Linked DNA regions of Mus musculus: regions 2 and 3 are each linked to region 1. The links are chromatin contacts, called in public HiChIP or PLAC-seq maps. All regions are on one chromosome and are shown on one strand. Each heading gives the region's core, a stretch centred on a gene start, on an enhancer-like site or on the middle of the called end of the contact. The rest is flanking DNA. Distances are from core to core; before and after follow the strand shown.

Region 1 (5,007 bases), core at 1,119-3,618:
CCCACTATGATCCTTCTCAAAAACTCACGACGATATAGTGCCCAGGTCCCTATGATCGGCCCTGGGGTTGGAAGAGGGTATAATAGCATCAGCAGAAGACCTGGGTTTGAAAGAATGAGGTAGGTACCTATGGTGGATGTGGTAACTATGGAGGTTATAATGACAGGTGTGGTTTTGAGTCTGATATACTTGGAAGAGACTTGAGCCACTCTTTCTGAGGAATATGTGATCATAGATGTGGAGATGGTGAGTCCAGTTTCCAGAGCACCACAGATCACTGTGTACACACGACAAGTTGCCATACAGAGCTACTGAGAGTGATATTTACTATTTTTTTCTCACCTCTTAATTCCATGAGAGTACACATTGAAATAGGACCTGATGGCAGAGTTGCGGGTGAGGCAGACGTTGAGTTTGCTACTCATGAAGATGCTGTGGCAGCTCTTGCAAAAAGATAAAGCAAATCTTCAGCACAGATATGTGGGGCTCTTCTTGAATTCTACTGCAGGGACAGGTGGAGGTAGAGCTCTTTTTGAATTTTACAGAAGGGGCAAGTGGTAGTGATTATGATAGCCAGGTGATGGGGGGTTGGGGGGTAATGGGTTTATCCAACCAGTCTAGTTACAGAGGTCCTGCCAGCCAGCAGCTTAGTGGCGACTATGGAAGTGGTTATGGTAGTCAGAGCAGTATGAGGAGATATGATCAAGTTCTTCAGGAAAATGCAATGACTATCAGTCAAACCTTACTTAGGAAGAGAGGAAACATCAAATAGCATCTACGGGAATAAAAGGCTGCATGTACTGGAACTAGATGGAGTAGGAAGGCTATCCAGCATACCCAGTATAATGATAATTGACAAATTCAATTGCTTCCGATCACTACAGCTCAGCTTCATTCTTTCTTCTTTCTCCTTTTTTTTTTTAAGACAACAAAATTTAACAGTTTTGCATTACAAGCTTGAGATTCGTGCTTACTATAAACTGAAAGTTATAATTGTTTTCAAACTTTAAGCTCAGTAATTTCGATCTCTGAAAATATTCCTCTAGGATATGCTAACAAGTTCAGTGTTGTCATCTCCACTTTCAACTTTCCTCAAGTTACTTCTGTTGGAGGAGTATACTCAAGCTGTAAGCATGCTTCAGTTTAAAGCAGTTTCACTTACACTGGATGTTGTTGCTCTTACACCACAATACACTGAAAACTTGGGGTACATGTTAAAAAAACATGCTTTTCTGTAAAAATCAAATACAGGAGCTGTGTCTTTGATTCAAAGTGACAACATCTGGCTTGTTTGTTAATTCTAGATTTTTGGTTTCATATTCTGTACAGTATGTGAGTGTATACTTTTCAGTTTTGTTTTTGTTTTTGTTTTTTAAATCCAGGACAATTTTGAGTCATGACACCAATACTTTAGGAGTTTGGTCATGCTGTTTGTATGGAATTCTGAGGCTTTGATTTAAACCTTACCTTGTATTGTGAATTTCATTTAGATGTATTCTACTAAGTGAAACTTGACAAATAAATCTTCCTTTTAAAAACTGGAAATGCTTATTTTTGAAAGATAATTCTATTCTTAAAAATATCATGTGAATACATGATCGCCCATTCCATAGTCAAAAGTGAGCGTGTTTGAACCATTGGGAGCTTGACCACAGACATTAATGTCTAGGAATGGCAGGAAGCTTCCATGTGAGCTGTAAGTATTTGCAGCCCATACTCAGGTGCTCTAACACTGTCTTCCTTGGAGCTTGGTGATTTTAGAAAGCACTGGGAATCTTTTCATATTTATACAGGAGCAACATTCCCTAACACCAGTCCACCTGGTTGAATTTAACTGCTGGTTTCAGGAGCACAGCCTAAACACATTGCTCACCAAGCTATGTTTCTATACTGCCTATACCCACAAAACCCAAACTACCTACATAATCTCATTTTACTTTTGCCAAATTCATTTTATCTTTGGGTGTGTTTGATGTTCAAATTATTCTCTCTCATTTTAAAGAAAGACATAGCCCAATCACAGTGGTGAATTATTGAAACTTGAGCTATTTAATTCTATTTAGAGAGTTGTTGGGAGAATAAAAACAAGATAATGCATAGGAAATATTCTAGCTCAGATGCCAGCACATAAGTGCTTGGTAAATGTTAGCTTAATGTCAGATAGTTCCTTACCCGTAGCAAAGCATTTGTCAGCTTTGGTTCATGAAGCACCCTAATGCCTTGGAGGCATTTTTAGAGTTCCTTGAAAGAAACTGTGGTCACAGCACACAAGCTTCAAATTTCTCTGCTGCAACACACAGTGTGGATTGTAAATATGAAATAAGAAACCTAACCCATAGCATTTTTGCAAAGTTGAATGGTTAAGAAAATCGTACTGAAACCATATCTGTGGAATTTGTCATCATAACATAGAAGTGACTCAGCTTTATAGCACCTCCTTTATATGACCTTGGTCAGTTTATCCTGTTCCTCAGCATCCTGCTTCCTTCAACTGAAAAAAGAAAGACATGTTGGTAACATGAATCTTTGGGAGACTGACAGTAAAACGAAATGTGTTCTAAATCTTAGAAACACAGCAAATTTTACACAGGCAAGAAGATGAGAACCACCTTATACCACCACCACCACCACCACCACCACCACCAATAATAATAATAATAATAATAATAGAAAATAAGAAAAAACTAAAGAAAATGAGCAGATGATTCCATGCTCACCTGCCTCCTTCCACAGGCAGGTTTAAACTTAGAGACTCTAAAAGAATCTGGAAACACCATAACTTCAGAACACAAGGGAGCACTTTATGGTCTGGGTAACATAAGAGTGAATACATGTCTAACCAAAAGGCAAAAAGTAAACAGGACAGGATAAACTCTAATTTAATGTCCCTGGGATGGATCTCTATAGCGAGGGAAATGATAGCAAATAAAGTTGATAAAAACAGAAATAAAAGCATATTATATCATTATAATGAATATAAACACACCTAAAAATAAAAAGAGAAAGGGGTGGATGTAGTTAAGATGTAGACAAACTAAGGCATTCTCCCAGAGAGTAAATCAACAAATGACATCTGATATGAATGAATGCATGCATAGAAATCGTATTGTACTTCTGCTTCAGCTATTAATGTAAACAAAAGAACAAGAAAAATAACTTTTCTAATGACATACTGACTTGAAAGCAGATTTGGGTGGAAAAGTTGGGGGTTTTGAACTCAAATTCTTCTTAGCATTTGTTTTTCTTAAATATGGAATGAAATATGGCAAAAACATGCAATTCAAAAATGCTTGTATCTTCTTAAACATTCCCAGAAATGATCAGAGATGCTGCAATCCCTCTTCATTGATAGCATTCAGGGTCTCATTACCCTTCCTTTCTTCACACCTATCCTGCTCACTCTGATGACCTCTAGACATAAGCAGTTTTGTCTATTTAAATTAATTACAACATAATAATTTTAATTTCTAAATCTAAACCTGCCATATTTCATGATTACTAGTCCCTGTATCGGGCAACACAGAATGAAGAACTTTGGATCCTTCTAGTATCCCAAAATGTTCTATTACAATTTATTCTCATATATCTAAATATTTGAAGCGATCATACACATATGAAAAGGAGCATGCTATGTTTGTCTTTCTGGGTCTGGTTTGCCCCCTTCAGATTTATCATTTCAAGGTCTATCCACTTAGGTGCAAACATCGTCACCATTTCCCTTTTTACACCTGAATAATGTCATGTTGTGTAAACACAGCACACTTTCCTTACCCATCCATTCATTGATGAGCATCTAGTTTGTTTCCATTCCCTGCCTATTAGGAATAGAGCAACAATGATCAAGGATCTCTGTACAAGGAGAGAGTCCCTTGGGTATATGCCCAAGAATGCCACTGCTGTATCATATTGTATATCTACTTCTAGCTTTTCCAGAAAATTATCTTCCTAGAGGTAGCACCAGTTTTCAGTTCCTCCAAGGTGAACAAGTGTTCCTTTTTCACTACATCCACGCCATGTTACTTGTTTTATGTTAGTCTGTCTCACTGGTTTAACATAAAATCTCAAGGTAGTTTTAATTCACATTTACCTGATGTGTTTATAAAGATGCTGAATATTTTTTAAAATATGCCTTGATTTTTAACTTGGTTGGTTGGTTCGTTGTTGTTGTTTTCTGGAGGTTTAATTGTATTAGTTCTCTGGATATTGCAGACACTAACCCTCTTTTAGATATATAGCTGACAGAGAATTTTTCCATTCTGAGAGCTATCTTTTAAATCTAATGATATTGTCCCTTGCTATATAGGAATTTGTTACTTCTATGAGGTCCATTTATCAATTGGTAGTCTTAATGACTGAACTACCAGGGCTCTGTTCAGAAAATCCTTTCCTGTACCTGTAAGTTGAAATATATTTCTCACCCTCTTCTCTATCAGCTTCAGGATATCGGGCCTTATTTTGAGGCTCTTTCTTGACCTTTTCAAGTTAAGTTCTAGTAGTTTCCTAGTTGGAATAGAAGCATTTATTGAAATGCACCTTTTCTCCAATGTATCCCTTTGGCCTCCTTATCAAAAACCAAGTGGCTGTGGGAATCCGGGCTTACATGTGAGTCCTTAGTATTATTCCATTGACCATTGTGTCCATTTTGATGCCTGTAACACACAGTTTGTATTGGTGCAGCTCTGTAGTACAACTTGAAATCAGGAATAGCAATGTCTCCAGCATTGCTTTTTCCTTTGTTATCGTTTTGGCTCTCTAGGATGTTTTGTACTTCCATATAAAATTTAAGACAATTTTCAGTTCCTGTGGAAAAAATGATTGCATTTTTTTGTTGGAAATCGCATTGCATTTGTAAATGGCTTTTGGCAATGATGGTCATTTTTACAATATTAGTCCTACCAATCCATGGTATAGGTAGTCTCTCCATCTTCTGGAATCTTCTTCAATTTCTTTCTTTGATGTCTTAGAGTTTTCACTGAACCAGTGGAAGTCATTCACTTCCTTGCTTTA
Region 2 (5,007 bases), core at 1,323-3,822, 460 kb before region 1:
GGCTTTGGGTCCAGGCATTCTGCTGAAGTAAGTGGCCAGACAGATGCAAAATGAAAGTGAAAATTCAAGGACTTTTTCTTCATTCTACAAATGGTTGTTGGCATCCACTAGAGAACACCACAAAAGCCATTCTCTGAGAAGAATGAGTTATAGCATGGGTTTTTCAGTACTATGGTAGACTTCAGTTACTGGTAAGCTTCATCTTGCTGGAAATGGAAGCTCCTTGAGGGTCTTATGTTTGCCTGGAGCCTGAGGCATTTGGGATTATTGAATGTAATCTATAACTGACACGGTTTTAAAAATATACTGTCTCTTTGCCTAAAGCAAGACCATAGGCTTTCAGTTTCCTAGGTGTATGTGTGCTTAGACCAAAGGTATGATCCACTGATAAGTCATCAGGTGACTCAGGATACTTATACCATGAACAGGAGCTAGGGACTCAATCAGAAAGATTTGGTGTGAGCCCGATTTTACCAGCTTTCTGACTTAGACACTCACGTTATTTCTCAAAGGCTCCATTTTCCTTTCCCTTTGTATCTTCTGTCTGCCCTTTCTGTCTTATAGCATTATGGAAGGTAATTTATATGGAATTTCTTGTAAACACTGTGAGTCAGAATATATGAACTGTACATAAATAAATCATTTATTCATACACTGTGTCTATATCATTGAGTGGTGGATGTTACCATAGTGGTGGTACCATTCACTATTGGCTAAACCATCCCCCTTCAATCACTAAATAAGAAACTGCCCTGCAGGCTTGCCTTCAGCCCAATCTTATGTACTGTTTTCTCTGTTGAGGAATGTTGTGGGAAATATTAAAAAAAAAAAAAAAAAAAAAAAAGGCTGTGGCTTTCTGTGCTACTGGCAACCAGTGGACCACATGGCCCCAGCTGGGTGATCTCAACTCAGAAGCCTTTCTAGGCTGGAGCTCATGAGTCCCTTAGCAGATCTCTGCCACCAGCCCCACACAATGACTGTCCACCCCACGGTCAGCCATCACAGCACCCATTTACCCAGTGGAACCAAAACTCTTAAAACTTATAATTAACCAACCAGATTTATGTTTCAATAAATTCCCAATTTACAAGATGCCAATACAATAATTTCAGAACCGATTGTTAATGATAAAAGCTTTATACCAATTATTCTAACCTTATGATATCATAACTACCTGTGGCTGGTTAAAGCCATGTCGGTTCATGTCTGCCTCCATCTTGCCTTCTCTTCTTTCTCTGATGCTGTCTCTGCAGCTATTAGCTCTTCCTCCATTTTCCATGTCCAATCACAGGCCTCCTGCTGCTCTAATGTAATTGTACAGGGAAAGTTCTGTGACAAGGCATGTACTCTCAGATGACATAAACCTAGCCAGCACAAGATCCACTTTTTGTTTTTATCTGTTTTTCCTAGTGATATGCATAGAGATTTCTGTTAAAATTGATACAGAGGCAACTTTTCATTTGTTTTTCACTTTGTTGATGTTGCCTCTTCTGATTCTTGACATACTAGTGTGAAGGGATGTTGCCAAAGGAATTCTTGACAGACAGGCAAAGGCACTCACTCACATATTCACTCACTCACTCACTCACTCACTCACTCACTCACTCAGGGATTTGTTTTCTACAGGTGCAGTCTAGAATGTTGCCCATCATTTATCCAGGTACTATGAACGAACATTCTGTTTTGCATTTAGAAACAGAAGGAAAAAATTGAACCAACTGGCAGAGTCATCAAGAGGTGATACAGATAAGTAAGACTATGAAATCCACAAGTACCTACATAATGTGGGTTCTAGAGTGCTTCCTGGACACAAGTGTCTACGGCTAAAACCAGCATGAAGGTGGAAATGAGCCACAGTAGGCAATCAATCACTTGTACTCCAAAGTCTTCTTTGACAAGTCCCATGGAGACAGAGTAACAAGGGAAGAGCTGTGGCCAAGAAGAGAGGCTTACAGTAAGGACAGGTCAGGAGAGGTTGCGCTAAAATGGAATTGAAGATACAAGTTAGCTGGTTCACCATGAACTGCTTTGCACAGTATCAGAAGAAGCTGAGTCATGTTTTTGACAGGAAATTCAAAGAGAACCAAGACCACATGACACCACGTATGCACAAATCTTTGGCTTAGATCAATGTATGCATCATTTTCTCACACTTACCAGTATGCATCATCCCTGATTTCCTCACCATGAAGACACCCATTCCACTCAACATAAGGAGAGAGATCGGTATTAGGCAAGCACACTGGAAATAATTGGAGGGCAGTCTGGAAGAAAATCATCTTTCAGCCAAGAGACAGAGGAGACCTTTTCCCCAGGGAGGGAAAGAATGCATTACAATCATGGGAGAGACTAGGCATTCACTCTCCTGCCACCCTCACCAAGGGAGGTCAAAGTGTTATAGAGGCTGTGATGATGAGCAAAGACTGTGGTATTGTACTGCAGGACAAGAAGTAATGAGGCGAAGGAGATGAAAGACAGAGAGAAAGGCAGCCAAGCTGCTCTCTGATGAATAGGATATTATCCAAGGGAAGAAGCTAGGCAGTCTTGGAGCAGACAGAGCTTCCACTGATTGCTCACTGCTGACCAAACACTAGACAGCTACTGAACAGTGTGGTACCGTTTGGTGAGCTTTGGTGAGGCCAGGCTTAGGGATAGCTTTTTGTGAGTATGTGACTCTTGAAGGTGTCATGGACCTGAGGGTGTGCATTTATAAGGAGCGGGTGGCATGCAGCTATCTCCAAGGTCAGGTTTGAGACATGGTGATATGCAAATAGTGTCTTTGCCCTGTCTATCAAATCCACCAAAGAGCACTACCAGCTAAGCTGGGAACTACAGGCTTGAGGGGAGAATGAAATATATCATGGGTGTCTTCTGCGGAATAAAAGAAGGGAATCAGGAAAAACTAATGAACTTGAACAGACTTTTACTCACTCTGTGCTGTTTAGAAGTGAGTAAATTGGGCTAACAACTCTTTAAGGGTCTGGAGAAAAATCTAAAAGCAAAAGTAAGGGACATAGGGTTGCCCTTCTCAAAGGTAGTTGAGAATAAATTGTACACAGGCAATCCTTTTTCTGATTTCTCTTATGGATATTTACAAAGTGTTAGCCTTTGTATTAATACACAAAGGGTGTTGGTGCTGGATGACACTGTAATTTCCACAATTCTGAGTTCAAAGTTCCTAAACATTTCCAAAGTGTCTTTGGCAGGAAGCCCCATGAAATGACACGACAGAATTCTCTACTCATTTCGCAGCTGAGGATCTGGCAATAGGTCTTCTGTGGGTTTTTTTTTTCTATTCTTTTAAAACATCTACATTCAGCATTCTAAGTATTAAAAGTGTTTTCACATGCTTTCTATGGGTTTTAATTATTCCTGAGATAGAGTAGTATTATGAAGGCAATAATAAGTTGGAAGGCTGTTAGATCAGCTCATAGGAACTTAGCTGAAACAAAAAAGAGCACAATGATTAACCAATACAACGTAGCACCCAGTGATTAGAAATCACCCCTTGCATTAAATCATCCCAGTTTATCCAAGAGATAAAGCGGTTGTGTTCTCATGTCATAGAGAAAATCTCAGGTGAGTCGTGTGCATATTGCATGCTTCATTTCCTGTTATTTCTGATCTCAGCTCTCTACTTGAAAGTACTTCCTGTTCCCTTTCTCTCTATATCTAACTTTTATTTGGATTACAAAATTCTGGTCTTCTGAGGTCGTAGGTCGAGAATTCTGATAAACCCCATGAAGGGGAAGTTCACCTGCCAGTACTTGCCACCCACTTGGCACAAACACAGACTTGGACTTAGTGTAGGGAGTTACAAATCTCATAAATTTCAAAGACACACCCAACATGACTTTTAAAACACTGCTCTACACTGATGAACTGCACACTTCTGAACTATACCCATGCGACACTCACTTTCTGTGGCAAGTTTCTCTTAAGAAGGAATGAGTTTCCAATGCTTAAAATACATACTGAGCACAGATTCCTCTGTGGGACTCTGATTTGTCTGGTTGGTCACAATAAAAGATGTGGATGAAAAGGACATTTGAAGGGAGACTGAGCACCACATATGTTAGTTTTCGGATGTTCAAATCAAGAGTCTGGCTGCATTCTCCAGGTCTAGCATGTACCAATGTTGTTAATGTGGTCTTTTATTGCATAACCTTACCTTCCTAACAAGAATGCCTGCATACCATCTAGGATTGTTGCGTTATCCTATTAGCTAATACAAGCACATCACATAAAGCTAGATTATAGATTGTATCACCTATATCCTATGAAATTTTAGACAGTTCTAAAAGATGAATTCAAAATTAGGCTCCATAACTTATGGTTCATTTTAAATAAGTGATGTTAAGAGCTCTTATGATTGATTATATTCCGTCTTTAACAATCTCTATTTTTTATATGTCTTAAAATGTAAAGATATAATGATATCATTTCCTCCTTATTTCTCTCTTCAGTCCCTCTCCTCTTGCTCTTTCTCAAATTCATAATGGCTTTTTGTGTCACTGTTACATTTATGATATATTTTATGCACAGACACATAAAAAGATACATACACAAGAGCGTAAACAGATATGTTCAAGCAGCTGAACACATTTAATGTTGCTTAAATCTATATGACTTCAGGACTGACCAATTGGTATTGGATAACCAGTTAAAGGATTCATTTCTGGGGAAGACTAATTTTCTTGCTCTCAGCATTCTTGAGTTGCCTATAGTGCTTCATCCAGTAAGAGTCTCCCCTTCCCAGTTAGCATGTCTTTTGGTGCTGCATGTGTTCAAGTGTCATTCGTTCGGCCATATTGCTGAGGTTCTGCAGCTGACACCATCCCTATCATTTCTAGGAGACACAATCTCACAGCACATTTCCTGGTCCTCTAGCTCTTAACACATTTTAGTAATTTTACCAATGGAATCGAAACACTAAAGGGAAGTAGAAAACAAGCTAGAAAACTTAATTTTTCATTTTCTTGATCTTCTTGCAATGAATTGCCTGTG
Region 3 (5,007 bases), core at 765-3,264, 420 kb before region 1:
TCTGCATGTATGGAATATTCTTTATGGTATATTGTTAAGCACAAAGCAGGACACAAAATGTGGATAAAAATTAATGTGTAAATCTGTCAGAGATGTTTGGTTCCATTTTTATCTTCTAAATCTTTACCCCTTTCGCCCTCCATGAAATTTTCATGTGGTCTCGCCAGTGTCCTAGATTCTGACATCCTCTACTTCCTGACATCTATGCTTTTGGCATTTTCTGGAAACCATTCTAACTTACAACCCATTCTGTACTTCCAACACTCTGAAGATTCCTTTCTGCTTCCAGTGCGCATTGCTTCCCTTTCCTTCATGGAATCCTTATGCAAAACCTACTTCAACCCTTGGAAGCTCTCACCTCTTCTATAACACTGTTGTTGGATTTGGGGCTCAGGAGTCTGGTATAGATGATACATGGATACAGAACTTTTAAAAGGTCCCCAAGGCCTCTCCCAGACACCTGTCTTCCTTTCCACTATCCATTTGCTTTCTTTTTATTTACTCATTGTTTGCCATCTCAAATTTTATTCTTTTTTCTCTCCTTTTGCTTTTCCATTTGTTCATTCCATTGATTCTTTAATGCTCCTTCTTTTGGTCTTCCCGAGCCTCCCATTCCTCTAAACTTGAAAGATCACTCTGGGAAAGGCACCCAAGACAAAGGCTATGACAGACATAACAACCCCAACTCGAGTATAGTTATAAACTCACATCTGGGAAAGGAAATTAATAAGTAATTAAATTACTGTGAAGGCCACAAATTTATTTACCATTATTTTTAGCCTAAAATCAGAACCAGCCTCTTTGCCATCAAAGAGCTTGAGTGAGTGGAGAGGAAAAGAATCCCAGAAAACTCAATGGCCTTACCCTCATTGAACTCACGGCTCAGCTCATGGTTAGGGCATCGTTTCACAACCTCGGTGACATGCTCAGCTTTCTTGTAGACAGGCATGGCACGGATAACAGCGCCCTGTGGGGGTGGGGTCATCACCTTGATCTGGATGGGGCATGTCTTCGCAATCTGGCAGTACAGCTTCTTCAGTTCGGTGGAATACTGCTTAGAGAAGAGAGGGCCCCACAGGAAGGGGGAAAGAACCAATATGAGATAATATTTCAAATCAGAAGGAGAAAAACACAACCACTTTTGAAGGCCCTTCTAGCCATATGCTAAGTTCTGGCTTGTACAAACGTGGCACATGTCAACTTTGTAATAGAAAGCTATATCTATTAATCAAATTGACACTTCTTGCTATGTTAATGGAAGGGAGGAGGGATAGGAAGTTGGGTAGTTGGGTTGATCTGGGGGAAGGTGGGGTAGGGGAAATGTATATGATTAAAACACTGTATGAAGTTCTAGGATAAAATTATCAGTGAACATAATAACACTATGAACAACTTTACCAGGGTACCAGAAATAAACAGGAAACAATGCTTCAAGCTTTCTGGTTAGATGACTATAATTTCCCTTGTCCTTATAAGAGAGTCATAGGAATTAGAGTTCATGAAACTTGTTTTTAAGATGGGCTATCTGGCAATGACTGAGGAGATTCACAGGTAAGCACCGCACCACAAGAGCTGCCCCTAAGTTCTCAACTTACTGTGTGGTTCTGCTGTGAGAGAGACCACACACAGAACCCAGAGAGAAGCATCTGTCTTCTACCTGAAATGGCCAGTGGATTAGGAAGCAGCTACTCATGGTTCTGAAGGGAGGCAGCTGTACAGATATGTCATATACCATGTGAGGAAATTGTTCCTTAATACTTATTTGTCTTCAGGGGTACATTCCCTGGGGATCAGCTGGTTTAGAACTGACAACATCTGGTGAAAAATGCCAAAGATCTAAGAGGAAAAGTTCTATCCTGTGTTGCCTCCTCTGGCTACCTCAGAATCAGAGTGGAAACTTTGTTTTTCTGATTGTCTTTGCATGTTAAACCTTATCACCCTAGCTTCCTGGACCAGTGCCTTGTGGTCGCTTTCCTGCTCACTCCAATGCTGAGGTAAAACCACCCAGGCACTAGAAATCACAGCCAAGAGTGGGCACCTAGTAACACATATCCAAACAAGGGTAAACAGGGACACAGGTTGCGGGCCTAAGCTGGCAGCATCCTCCTCCCAGAGAGAAAGAGACACAAGGACAGAGCCCGAACCACAAAGAGATTCATTTTTTATATGACCCACCCCAAATCTGACTAAAGGACAACACCTACTTTAAAAAAAAAAAATCCCATTTAAATGTGCTGTATTGCTTCGTTTTGAAACAGAATATTTATTTAAATAACACTTGGTTTTCTTCTGAGCATTTCAGCGTATGAAACTTTCAGTTAAAATTTCTTAGTGCTGGGACAGTATTGCGAAATCAGCCCTTCATGCCCACAGGCCAGGGATTAAACACAGTAAAAAGGTTTTTCATAGCTTGAAGTAAAGGAAGTGTGCCAAAAAAAAAAAAAAAAAAAAAATCCAACCACAAGAAGTTTCTTCTTGGGAAAGGCTGAATGGAATGTAGATGGATATTCTTGCTCTTGTGTTCTAAAATGATGACTTTACAGAAATGCTGTGTTAGGGCCTATTAAGAACTCGCGTCCATGCAGAGCACCAAAGAAGTCTGCATATCTATTTGTGTTTTAGTTGCACGAAATACTTTATGTAACCCTTTCGAGTGTTACAGAAAACATTATGAACCTTAGGAAACGTGAAAAAGTAAATAAACCTGTCAGCTAACAACCGAAGGTAACCAAAGTCTCCTCGTAAGCATTGGAGGGCTGTGAGGAAAAACAATGAATGTTCAGAACAGGGCAGGTTCCTGACACTGACAATCCACTGCAGTAATTAATGTACTATAAACCGAGCCGCAAAGACTAAAGTGTCCAAAATAATACTAAAAAGGAGTTCCGGGGCTGGGGTCCACATCAGTTGGTTGCCTGGTCTAACTCCCTAACAACATAGAAACTGAATGTGAAGTCACTGTAGGAAGATCAAGACTTTAACGTCATCCTTGATTACAGAGCAAATTTGAGGCTGGCCTGGGATAGGTGATACAATTGTTTTAAAACAAAACAAACAAACAAACAAACAAACAAACAAAGACATTCCCTCAAAAAAGAAAGAGAAAGAAGGAAATAAGGGAGGGAGGGAGGGAGGGAGGGAGGGAGGGAGGGAGGGAGGGAGGGAGGGCAGGCAGGGAAGGCAAAGTTGCAGCTTTGTCAACCACAGACCCTTATTCATCTTTGGGGGTGCAGGTTGGCAATCTATCTTTTGACTTTCAATAATGAATACTGTTATTAGAAAGTGAATCTCTTCTCAAAACTATGAGGAAGGGATTACTGGTCTCTTATCTGAGTCCCTGGGGCCAGAGGATTCAGTATCCAGAGCTGTTCAGGTATTACAAAGGGAAGAAAGTTCATGAAGTGTTTATCATGAACACCAGCCACAAGGAATAAATCCTGCACTCTATGACCTATGCCAGCATCTCTGCAGAAACCATCGACATCCGTTCGGACCAGGGAGTGACTTCTAAGCCTCTGAATTTGGGTTGAATTTAATCTACAGATGATTGTCCTACAAACTTAGAAAATTAAAACAGATGAAAACCATGTTTCCTTTTTAGAGCTATTTGAATTCAGAACTGCAGATAAGAGATAATGGACCTCTATCATTATCATCATCATCACCACCATCATCATCACCATCATCATTATCATTATCATCTATTTAATAGATAAGAAAATTAAGGCAAAGAAAAGCCTTGCCTGACGACACACAGGTATTGCACAGCTCCACATCATTTTCCTGTAACAATAGTTCATCTTTCTATTCTCTTGTGAAAGGGGGAAAATGGACTTTGACTCGTTTCTAATGTACTGCATCAGGGATCTTCTATGAATGACCTTCAAATGTATACAACTGCCAGTGTCATTGCCCTGGAGCTCAAAAGGGTTATTTTCTGATAACATAGAGGATATTATTCATTGACTGCAGTGCTTGCACAAAGAAAGCAAGTTTTGAAAAAACTCTGGGCTAGGAGGAAGGCTATTTGGGCTTTCTGTCAGTACTGGTGGCCTTATGGCTCTGAGGAAGGCAAGGGTAGCAAAGTCTCTTCTAACATGACTTGCTAAGGACTCGATAAGGAACTTTGCAATCTGGCCTACCCAATTCTCATCTCTCTTAAAGCCCAGCTCTTTTCTACTGTTCTTCCAACAGCATAATAGAAACACACACTCTCTCTTTTCTTCTTCTTCTTCTTCTTCTTCTTCTTCTTCTCCTTCTCCTTCTCCTTCTCCTTCTCCTTCTCCTTCTCCTTCTCCTTCTCCTTCTCCTTCTCCTTCTCCTTCTCCTTCTCCTTCTCCTTCTATTCTCCTTCTCCTTCTCCTCCTTCTTCTCTTCTCTTCTCTTCTCTTATCTTATCTTCTCTTCTCTTCTCTTCCTTCCTTCCTTTCTCTCTCTTTCTCTCTCTTTCTCTCTTTCTTTTTTCTCTTTCTTTCTCTTCCTTCTCTTTCTTTCTCTTTCTTCCTCCCTTTTTTCCTTCTGTCCTTCCTTCCTGTTTTTCTATGTGTATGTGTGTGTTTTGCTTGTACATATGTATGTGTACCACCTGCAGAAATCAGAAGAAGTTCAATTCCCCTGTAATGAGCTACAGATGGTTGTGAAATGCCATGTGGGTTCTAGAAACCAGTATCAAGGTTGTCTGCAAGAGCAATATGTCCTCTTAACCATGTAGCCTCTAAGCCACCTCTCCAGCTTCTGATTCAAACTTTTCAACCCAACTCTTTAAGCACATCACCTGTCTGCCCTCACAATTCAAGTGTGCTGTTCCTCATCTGGTATGATCTGCTTTTCCCTTTGTTCTCTACGTTCTGCCAGAGCAATTTAGAGATCTCCAGATAGCCCCACATCTGGGATGCTACCTTTCCATATTCTCCAGTGCTGCTGCAGAGTTTCCTCTTTGACCAAATCAAACCATCTGACCAGGGCCAGCTGTATTATATTGACTGCATCTGGTTGAACCCAAGACCC

What was found. HiChIP or PLAC-seq counts read pairs in DNA pulled down with a chosen protein or histone mark.
Region 2: a contact with region 1 is called in a CTCF HiChIP or PLAC-seq map of the NIH/3T3 cell line, with 6 read pairs. The contact joins two enhancer-like sites. A contact is called at or near these places in 1 of 15 datasets of contacts at CTCF or cohesin (the NIH/3T3 cell line) and 1 of 484 Hi-C or Micro-C datasets (nephron progenitors).
Region 3: a contact with region 1 is called in a CTCF HiChIP or PLAC-seq map of the NIH/3T3 cell line, with 6 read pairs. The contact joins two enhancer-like sites. A contact is called at or near these places in 1 of 15 datasets of contacts at CTCF or cohesin (the NIH/3T3 cell line) and 2 of 115 datasets of contacts at active chromatin or transcription factors (kidney and vascular smooth muscle cells).

Annotation. Positions count from the first base shown.
Region 1 is chr16:25,437,547-25,442,553 of GRCm38.p6, reverse strand. It overlaps the pseudogene Gm18896. Among named protein-coding and RNA genes, the nearest start is that of Tprg, 150 kb to the right of the region's middle. Within about 2 kb of position 2,368, at least 27 of the 459 cell types and tissues checked have an H3K27ac peak or open chromatin away from gene starts, as enhancers often do. A contact at or near this core is called in the NIH/3T3 cell line, where this site is marked.
Region 2 is chr16:25,898,031-25,903,037 of GRCm38.p6, reverse strand. No RefSeq gene overlaps it. Among named protein-coding and RNA genes, the nearest start is that of Gm24928, 200 kb to the right of the region's middle. Within about 2 kb of position 2,572, at least 53 of the 459 cell types and tissues checked have an H3K27ac peak or open chromatin away from gene starts, as enhancers often do. A contact at or near this core is called in the NIH/3T3 cell line, where this site is marked.
Region 3 is chr16:25,858,323-25,863,329 of GRCm38.p6, reverse strand. Trp63 (transformation related protein 63) reads right to left here. Exons shown (of 14, transcript NM_001127259.1): 5 at 865-1,051. Among named protein-coding and RNA genes, the nearest start is that of Gm24928, 160 kb to the right of the region's middle. Within about 2 kb of position 2,014, at least 34 of the 459 cell types and tissues checked have an H3K27ac peak or open chromatin away from gene starts, as enhancers often do. A contact at or near this core is called in the NIH/3T3 cell line, where this site is marked.